Regions from separate parts of the Zea mays genome. Here region 1 is linked to region 2. A link is a contact called in public Hi-C data. All regions are on one chromosome and are shown on one strand. Each heading gives the region's core, a stretch centred on a gene start, on an enhancer-like site or on the middle of the called end of the contact. The rest is flanking DNA. Distances are from core to core; before and after follow the strand shown. Region 1 holds the start of LOC100274475. Region 2 holds the start of LOC103630463 (protein MALE DISCOVERER 2).

Evidence for each region. Hi-C and Micro-C count contacts between places; a contact is called where the count stands out from the background.
Region 1: a contact with region 2 is called in a Hi-C map of endosperm, with 2.0 times the contacts expected there. The contact joins the promoter of LOC100274475 here to the promoter of LOC103630463 in region 2. A contact is called at or near these places in 2 of 25 Hi-C or Micro-C datasets (endosperm and leaf).

Annotation. Positions count from the first base shown.
Region 1 is chr6:164,311,439-164,315,175 of Zm-B73-REFERENCE-NAM-5.0, forward strand. LOC100274475 reads left to right here and starts at 2,243. Exons shown (of 9, transcript NM_001148834.1): 1 at 2,243-2,533.
Region 2 is chr6:164,168,379-164,172,098 of Zm-B73-REFERENCE-NAM-5.0, forward strand. It overlaps LOC103630463 (protein MALE DISCOVERER 2), which reads right to left and starts at 2,271. Exons shown (of 8, transcript XM_008651514.4): 1 at 1,459-2,271; 2 at 1,225-1,360; 3 at 1-8. The coding sequence starts at 1,549.

The sequences.
Region 1 (3,737 bases), core at 993-3,492, 140 kb after region 2:
AGCCTTTCTACAACTATGCTTGCCTATGTAAACTCTGCAGATACACTATTGCTGGACACTCAAGTATGCCAGTTTAATGCAACTTACTACTTATCGTAGTCTAAATTTGTATTACTACTGCTATTGCGCTATTGGTACTGGAAAAAAAGACAACACGCGCGCAGGCGCGCGCTTAACGCACTAGTGTATGTTGAAAAGGAATCGAATGAGGCCCCCGGTCGGTGATCCGAATCAACGAGGGGCGGCGCGGTGACATGGGAAGTGGTTGGCGTCGAGCGGTGATGGTGAAGTCGTCGTTGGGGTTCGGGACGTGCAGCGGCGCGGCGGCTAGCCGACATCCAGCTCGATCCGGGTGGGAGAGAGCGGCGATGGCGGCGAGAGAGACGGGGCGGGGGTGTGCTTCACCAGATTGATGAGCGCGCCGCTGCAGGTGGGGCCACACGGGCGCGCAGAGGCGGGGGCAGGCGGGGCGCTTGGGGTGAGGAGAGGGCGTCGGGGCGCGGGGGCGGAGGCAAGCGGAACCGTGGTGAACGCCTACACTATACTCTTATAGAGTAGTAGAGATTTTGATGGTGCGTTCAGTCTGGATGCAATTTGTTAGATGGATTTATTGGAGGTTATGGGTGTGGAGTGATTTGGTTGAGTGAGTTTTGCAAAGATTAAACCGGTAGATTATACAGTGGTATAAGTATAGGGTTAAATTATAAAAAACAATTCCAACAATAGTACCCTACTTTACCATTTTTAATAAAAAAATATAGGGCACACCATAGTGTAATCCAAATATACTACGTCCTAGATTAAGGATTTCTACATCATTTTAAACCTTTTTCATTTATAATAATATAATCTAAATGATGTATTGTTTTAATTTTTAGGTATTATTTTGAGGAACTTTATTGGAGTCGTTCTTAGATAAAAACGAGAAATGCGATAGTGGCTTGTGTTCGCCGTGCCAACGCCCACTTCCTCACCTCATGTGGGTTGTTGCTGGAAAATTCTGAAAAATTACGAGACACAATTCCGGAAAATTCCGAGACATAAATCCGGTAATTTCTGACAAAAACCGGTAACCGAAGGAAATGGTCGGTAAAACACCACGCCGATTCCGATAGAAAATTCCGAAACCGATTCCGTTTTCGAAAAATACCGTTACCGGTGAATCCGATCGAAAAAATTTGAAACCGGTTTCCGGAATTCCGAAAAATTTCGAAACCGTTTTCATCCCTACCACTCTCGACGGCAGCTCACCTCGTCGCAGACCCCAAATACAAGGATGAAAACGAGACAGGTACCGGAACGGGTATCAGATACGAGTATGAAAATAGGATGAATTATTTAATACGAATACAAATATTTTGTTTTGGGATATATATGGGTATCCCAGATACTGAACTCTTAGATACGAGATCCGAAAACACTATTATCCGCCCGTAAATACAGTGTAAGCAGTGGCGAAACTAGAGCAAATATATTGGGGGTGCAACTCCCTTGCGGGTGCATAAGGATGAGATATGTGTGATGCATATATGGTGAAAATTTAACTATTATAACTAAATTCTGGATTTTAGGGGGGGTGCATGTGCATCCACGAGCTAACATGTAGCTTCGCCCCTGAGTGTAAGATATGGGTATCTAGTGGGTACCCGATCCGAAGTGTATTCTGTGCTGTGCGGTTCGGTCTGCGGGTATGGCCACGAGCCTGCTGCGGCCTGCGGTAGGCGGTCCTGCCCTGCCTGGTGCCTGCTAGAGTGCTAGTGCTCCCTGGCCCCTGCTAGCCAGTTGGCCCAGGCCCATTACTCCATTGCGCCATTATCTCCCGGGTCGCCAGCAAAAGCCACAGGACCAAAGCCCAAAAGCTTCTAGGCACTGAGAGAGGCAGGTTGCGACCAGGCGTCCGGCGGAAGGCTGTGCGTAGGGATGGCCGTGGTTACGGTTATGGACAAATAACCGTGTCGGGTATGGATATGGTGGGTTTTCGTATCCGCGGGTACGGAATACTATATAGTATCCGTGGGTAATAATTTCGCGGGTATAAATATAGGCTATCTATATCCATCATCCGTTGGGCATATGACATGTGGACCCAGATCCTATTCTCCAAATCTCCAATCCCATTCCCAGGCCATGCGCCAGCCCCGTGGGCCGTGGGCCGTGACTCCGTGAGCGAGCTGCGAGCAACAGCCAACAGCCAAGAACTACGACTACGGTACGGCCGTCCACCGCTCTAGGACTACGACAACAAGTCCTAACCCTAGCCCCGGTAGCCGCCACCGCCAGGCTCTACGACTACGGCCCGGCCGTCCACCGCTCGGCCGTCCACCGGTCCACCGCTCTACGCGACGGCTCCATCGCTCGGCTGCTCCAGGCTCCAGCGCCCTCCAGGCTCCAGCAGATCCCGGAAGCACCGACCACGGTCCACGGCGAGTCGGCGAGCAGACAGCACAGGCGCACAACAGTGACGGCGAGCAGACAGCACAGGCGCACAGCCTCCGCGCATCCGCGGTCCGCGTCCGGCCGTGCAGCCGCGCAGGTTAGTCCGTTAGTGCTTTTGCCCTTGCATCATTTGTTTGAATGTTGAAATTATTGTTTGAATGTTGAAATTATTTCTGGTACAATGGTATTGGAATGTTGCTGAAATTTTAGTGGACGGGCGGGCGGGTAATGGATACCCGTTGGATAACGGATACCCGGCGGGTACGGGTACGGATACAGATCCGTACCCACGAGCGTAAATGAGTATGTGTATGGATTTGGTTTTATCTCGTGGGTATGAATACGCGAACCATATATCCGCGTTCTACCCGCCCGATTGCCACCCCTAGCTGTGCGTTCTCCCTCCCGTGTCCGGCGGCCGGATGTTGTGTGCGTCTCTGGTATCCCTCCCGTGTCCGGTGGCTGGCCCTTGTTGAGCGAGCGCCGAGCAGCTACCGGCGCCTCTGCCTCCCGCCTCTCGCCCGGTCACCCGTCGTCGACTCGCCGTCAGGCAGCGTCGCTCCGCCGCACCAGTCTCCATCAAAACAGGACAGCACAGCGCCGGCCTCCCTCAACACTTCAACAACTAACACTTGAGCAAGGTACTTCACAATTCACACTATGGAGCTTATTACATTCGCACTTAGCATACCAAGGGCCCCATGAAGATCTGCTGAATAAAGTAAGCCAACATATAAACCTATTAGAAGGGCCCCATGAAGATCTGCTGAAAGAAGGTTCTCAGTAAATTTCTTTTTCCTGTGGTGTAGAGAGGACATGTAATTTGCTCATATAGGGTACATATTACAGGAATAGGCACAATAATAGGGTTTACATTAAAGTTTTCCAAAAGTTCGAGTTGGTCCACTACTATGAATGCGCTTGCTTCACACTCAGGATAATTATTGCCTTTCTTGTTTGTTCAAATCTTCAAATTCGTTGATATTTCATAAAATATAATGTTTATATGGTAACAAATGATTTAGTGCTTTTAGTTTAGTTCATATAGTCAATACATTTCAGTTCGAGAAAACTAGAATCTTTGAGTGGTCTCGACGTAGCTTATACAAGAAAGCTCATTTTACTGTACTGTATAAAGTCTGGAAATCTGTGTAGCCCTTAACTATTTGCTACATTAGACATAGTGGGTTTAAAATCCATCAGGTTATACTATCAACCTATCACTGTAGCATTCTCAATAGAATCAGTTCAATATATGTTTGGTTGTGTGCTTGTGTGGGTTGTACTCTAAATAATTCTCA
Region 2 (3,720 bases), core at 1,021-3,520:
CTAAGCTCCTGCATAATTGCATACTCAAATTTAGGAGAACACATCAGAATAGGAATGATCAATCAGAATAGACACACGGTGTTATGCTCTAATTATAAAATAATAAAACAATCACTGCTACTTTGCACTATAGAAAACAGGAACGCATAAGGATTATGTACAATCCTTAACAGCACGTGCACACATAATGTTACAGCAGAACCAATCATGTTGCACTCCTAGTTCTTGAAATAACAGTTAAGCTTGATATGATGCGGATCCAATATTATACTCCCTGAAAGCAAGTGAAGGATCAACAAAACTTGACCGATGAAATTATGAAAGATCCTTCTTATCAGGATGGTCATTAAATTGCCCATCCAAAAACAGATCGGCACTAGATACCCACAAAATGACAGTTTTAGTTATTCCCTCTACATAAACGTAACTTGCCATTTAAACTAGTGAATTCGAGGTTACTCTTTTACATATTATAGGAACTAGGTCTAATTTGAGGGATGCGGTGTACACTGATACCTCCCACCAACTAAAGATTGTTTGGATGCACACATATTCAGCTAAATCCGCGTGTGTTGAAGCGGATTGGAGTATAAGTTTGATTTCCACCATAATCCACCCGAACACATGTGGATCTAGATTCTAATCTACCTTAGTCCTTGTTCGGTTGCATGTAGAGGTGGTAATGGGCTCTAGATTTTACACTACAAAATTTAAGGGACGGATCGGATTAGGATCGGGCTATATTTCTATTCATTTTTGAACCAAAATTATTTAAGGGCTCAAACAAATTGTGAAGAAATATTTGGATCGTGATCCATTACCACCCCGCTTAGTTGCATGGGAATTGGAGGGGATTGAGGCCTTGTTCGGTTGCACGGGGATCGGAGGGGATTGGGGGATTTAAATCCCCTTCTATTCAATTTTGACTAGAAAGGTTTTTAATCCTCTCCAATCCTCTTCAATCTCTCCCAAACCGAACAAGCCCCAATTGAAAACCGAATAGGAAGGGATTTAATCCCCTCCAATCCTCCTCAATCCACCCCTCCCTAACCGAACAAGCCCTTAACACATATGAATTGAGGTGGATACAAGTGCAGCCAAACAAGCACTAAGTTATGGTCACAGCCCCAACATCACAGATCGATTTATATAGTTCACTAATATATGAACAAATGAGTTTTCTTGTGTACTTAATTTTTGCTGTGAAAAAACAGAACAACTTACAGAGACATGACTAGTCCATCATCGGAGCATTCCACACCAAACCAAGTACAGGGGCTCAAACTCTCTTGATTCCAGTCCAACAAAGCACCATATGGGTCTGCCTCGATCGCCGCCTTAAATCTCAGCAGAGCAGCACCTGCAGTTCAGCAAAGAAACAACCCTAAACAGAGTAAAAAACAAAGGTCGGGCAACAACCATCCACGCAAGCGATTCAAAGCACAACACGATAGATACCTTCACGATTCAGGGATGTGCACTGCTCAAGTGTCAACAAGAACCAGAAGAAAAACCATACCCCCAGAACTCTCCTCCCACAGGTCCCCATTCCACAGAGCAACTTCTGCAAGGACACAACCCTAAAGAAAGGAAGCACCAAAACCCGCTGCGGTCGCGCTGTTGCTCCGAGAATCGGAGCCGAAGATCCTATCTTTCCTGCGTCCTTGATGGATTCAATAAGAACAAGCCGCGTGGTTTGCCTTCGGCGGCCAGAAAGGAGAAGCGGAAGGAAGAAGCCAACAGGACAGACTAAAACAAAATTCACAATAGTTAGCCGCCACGCCAAGAACTAGTCAATAAGCAGGCAACTACCCAATCCGCTCCCCCGAGAGGAAAATGGATCCGGTGCTTTTCTTTAGCGGAAAAATCGCGACCAGTACCAGTACTCTACTAGTAGCAGACAACAAAAGGAGAGGCAAGAACTAGGGGGTTGTAAAATACAGGTGGGAAGTGGAACGGAACGCGGTATCCGACGTCACATGGAGCTGGAGGCGCACGCGGCACACGAAAGTGTGCAGAAACGCAAGTCGATTGCGGAGAAAGGGCGGGTTCAGCCTTCAGTTGATCAATTCCTTTCGCTCTAAAGAATTATATGCATTAAATATACAATTGGAGTGATCCTTGGCCAAGCCAAGTCACTTGTTGGATTGGTCAGTTCGTTCTTCTAAATCGTACTTAAATTACTCTAGACATTGCTCAATGGTTGTTGAGTACCGACGGGGGAATTTTGCAAACGGGAAGCGGTCGTATTCCTTGGGAAAGCCGGTGTCCAGGTGTGGTTCTGCAAGTAAAATTTACTCGTCTTTTCTGTGCATGGGTATTTTAGAGAAAAAAAATTATATTCTTCTACAAAGTTGTCATCATACCCAAACAGTAACGAGAACTCAGTGTGGGAAGGTATAGGGTATAGCACTCGCCGTACCTTGATTTCGGCTCACATGGAGACATGGAGTTACCGAGTGTTGTTTTTTATTAGAGAATCTGTGTCGCCGTGTGCGTCTAAACTAAAAAAATAAGAAAACTTGACCACTGGCTAGTTAAACCAAACCGTTCATCAAGCTTTTGTTTGGGTCAGTCAATGTACATGTTACTATCTCTATAGCCCATGTGTTTTTTATAACATAACCAACATGCTCTATACTGACCTATAATTTATCGACGATCGATGGCCCTATCATCCTGCGATATGGAACATCGAACATGAATCAATCATACTGTCGATTTTCCACTCCTAGTTCTCGAGACTGCCATGCTGCCACGCACAGCGGTAAAATACAATATGTTTATGTTGTCTATCGCCTATCATGTGTGCTTGTAACCCATACAACCAAGCCCTAGAACGATCTAGAAAATCCCTCGCTCAGGTGAGGGCCATCCGCAGCTCTAGTTGCTTGTTCCCTAGTTCTTTAATTTTACTTCTTTAAAATTTAGTTTATTGGTGTATAGTGCAATGACGATATTTACTTCAATATTACCTTGTTTTTCCCTAGTTTTATTTGTCTAATCAGTTAGCTAATTTAGTATTTAGATTAATTAATTTATAAACTGCGGCGAAATGGAGGACTATATAAAATCTACAGGGAAACATAGATCTTATGTATGTACTTACGTATAAAATTCGACGTACCTCAAATTTGGTGTGTCCTCCGCCACTGTGTCCAAACCACTACTATTTGCACATCCCTAGGCAAAAGCATCTCTTTAGGTGCACGAATTGTGAATTACTCCTTTCAATTCAAATCATAGTTTAATTTAGCTTTATCCTATGCACAGGTTATGGAACTTTGATTAAGTTTTTATAAAAAAATATTAACATCAAATTTTCAAATAAATACAATGACAACATTTCCAATAAGATTTTAATAAAACTAAATTGATATTTTAGATGTTCGTGATTTTTTATAGACTTGTATGAAATAAAACACAATGTTTTAAAAAATAAAAAATCGTCCGGGTATGTAATTGAGCAAAAAATACATAATTCATAAAAACAAATAAAAATACAAACTTTTAAGTATAAAAATTACATTGTTTGTAAACATAACAATATCCATAATTTTCCACTTCCGCCTTTTATGCATCTTCTTATCTAATTTTAACTAGGTGAGTACCCGTGCGTTGCTACGGGATCATATAATACCATGATAACTTATATACAAAATGTGTATTATACTGTTATAAAAGTTTTATAATCCACTTGTGATCCTGGCCGTACATAAA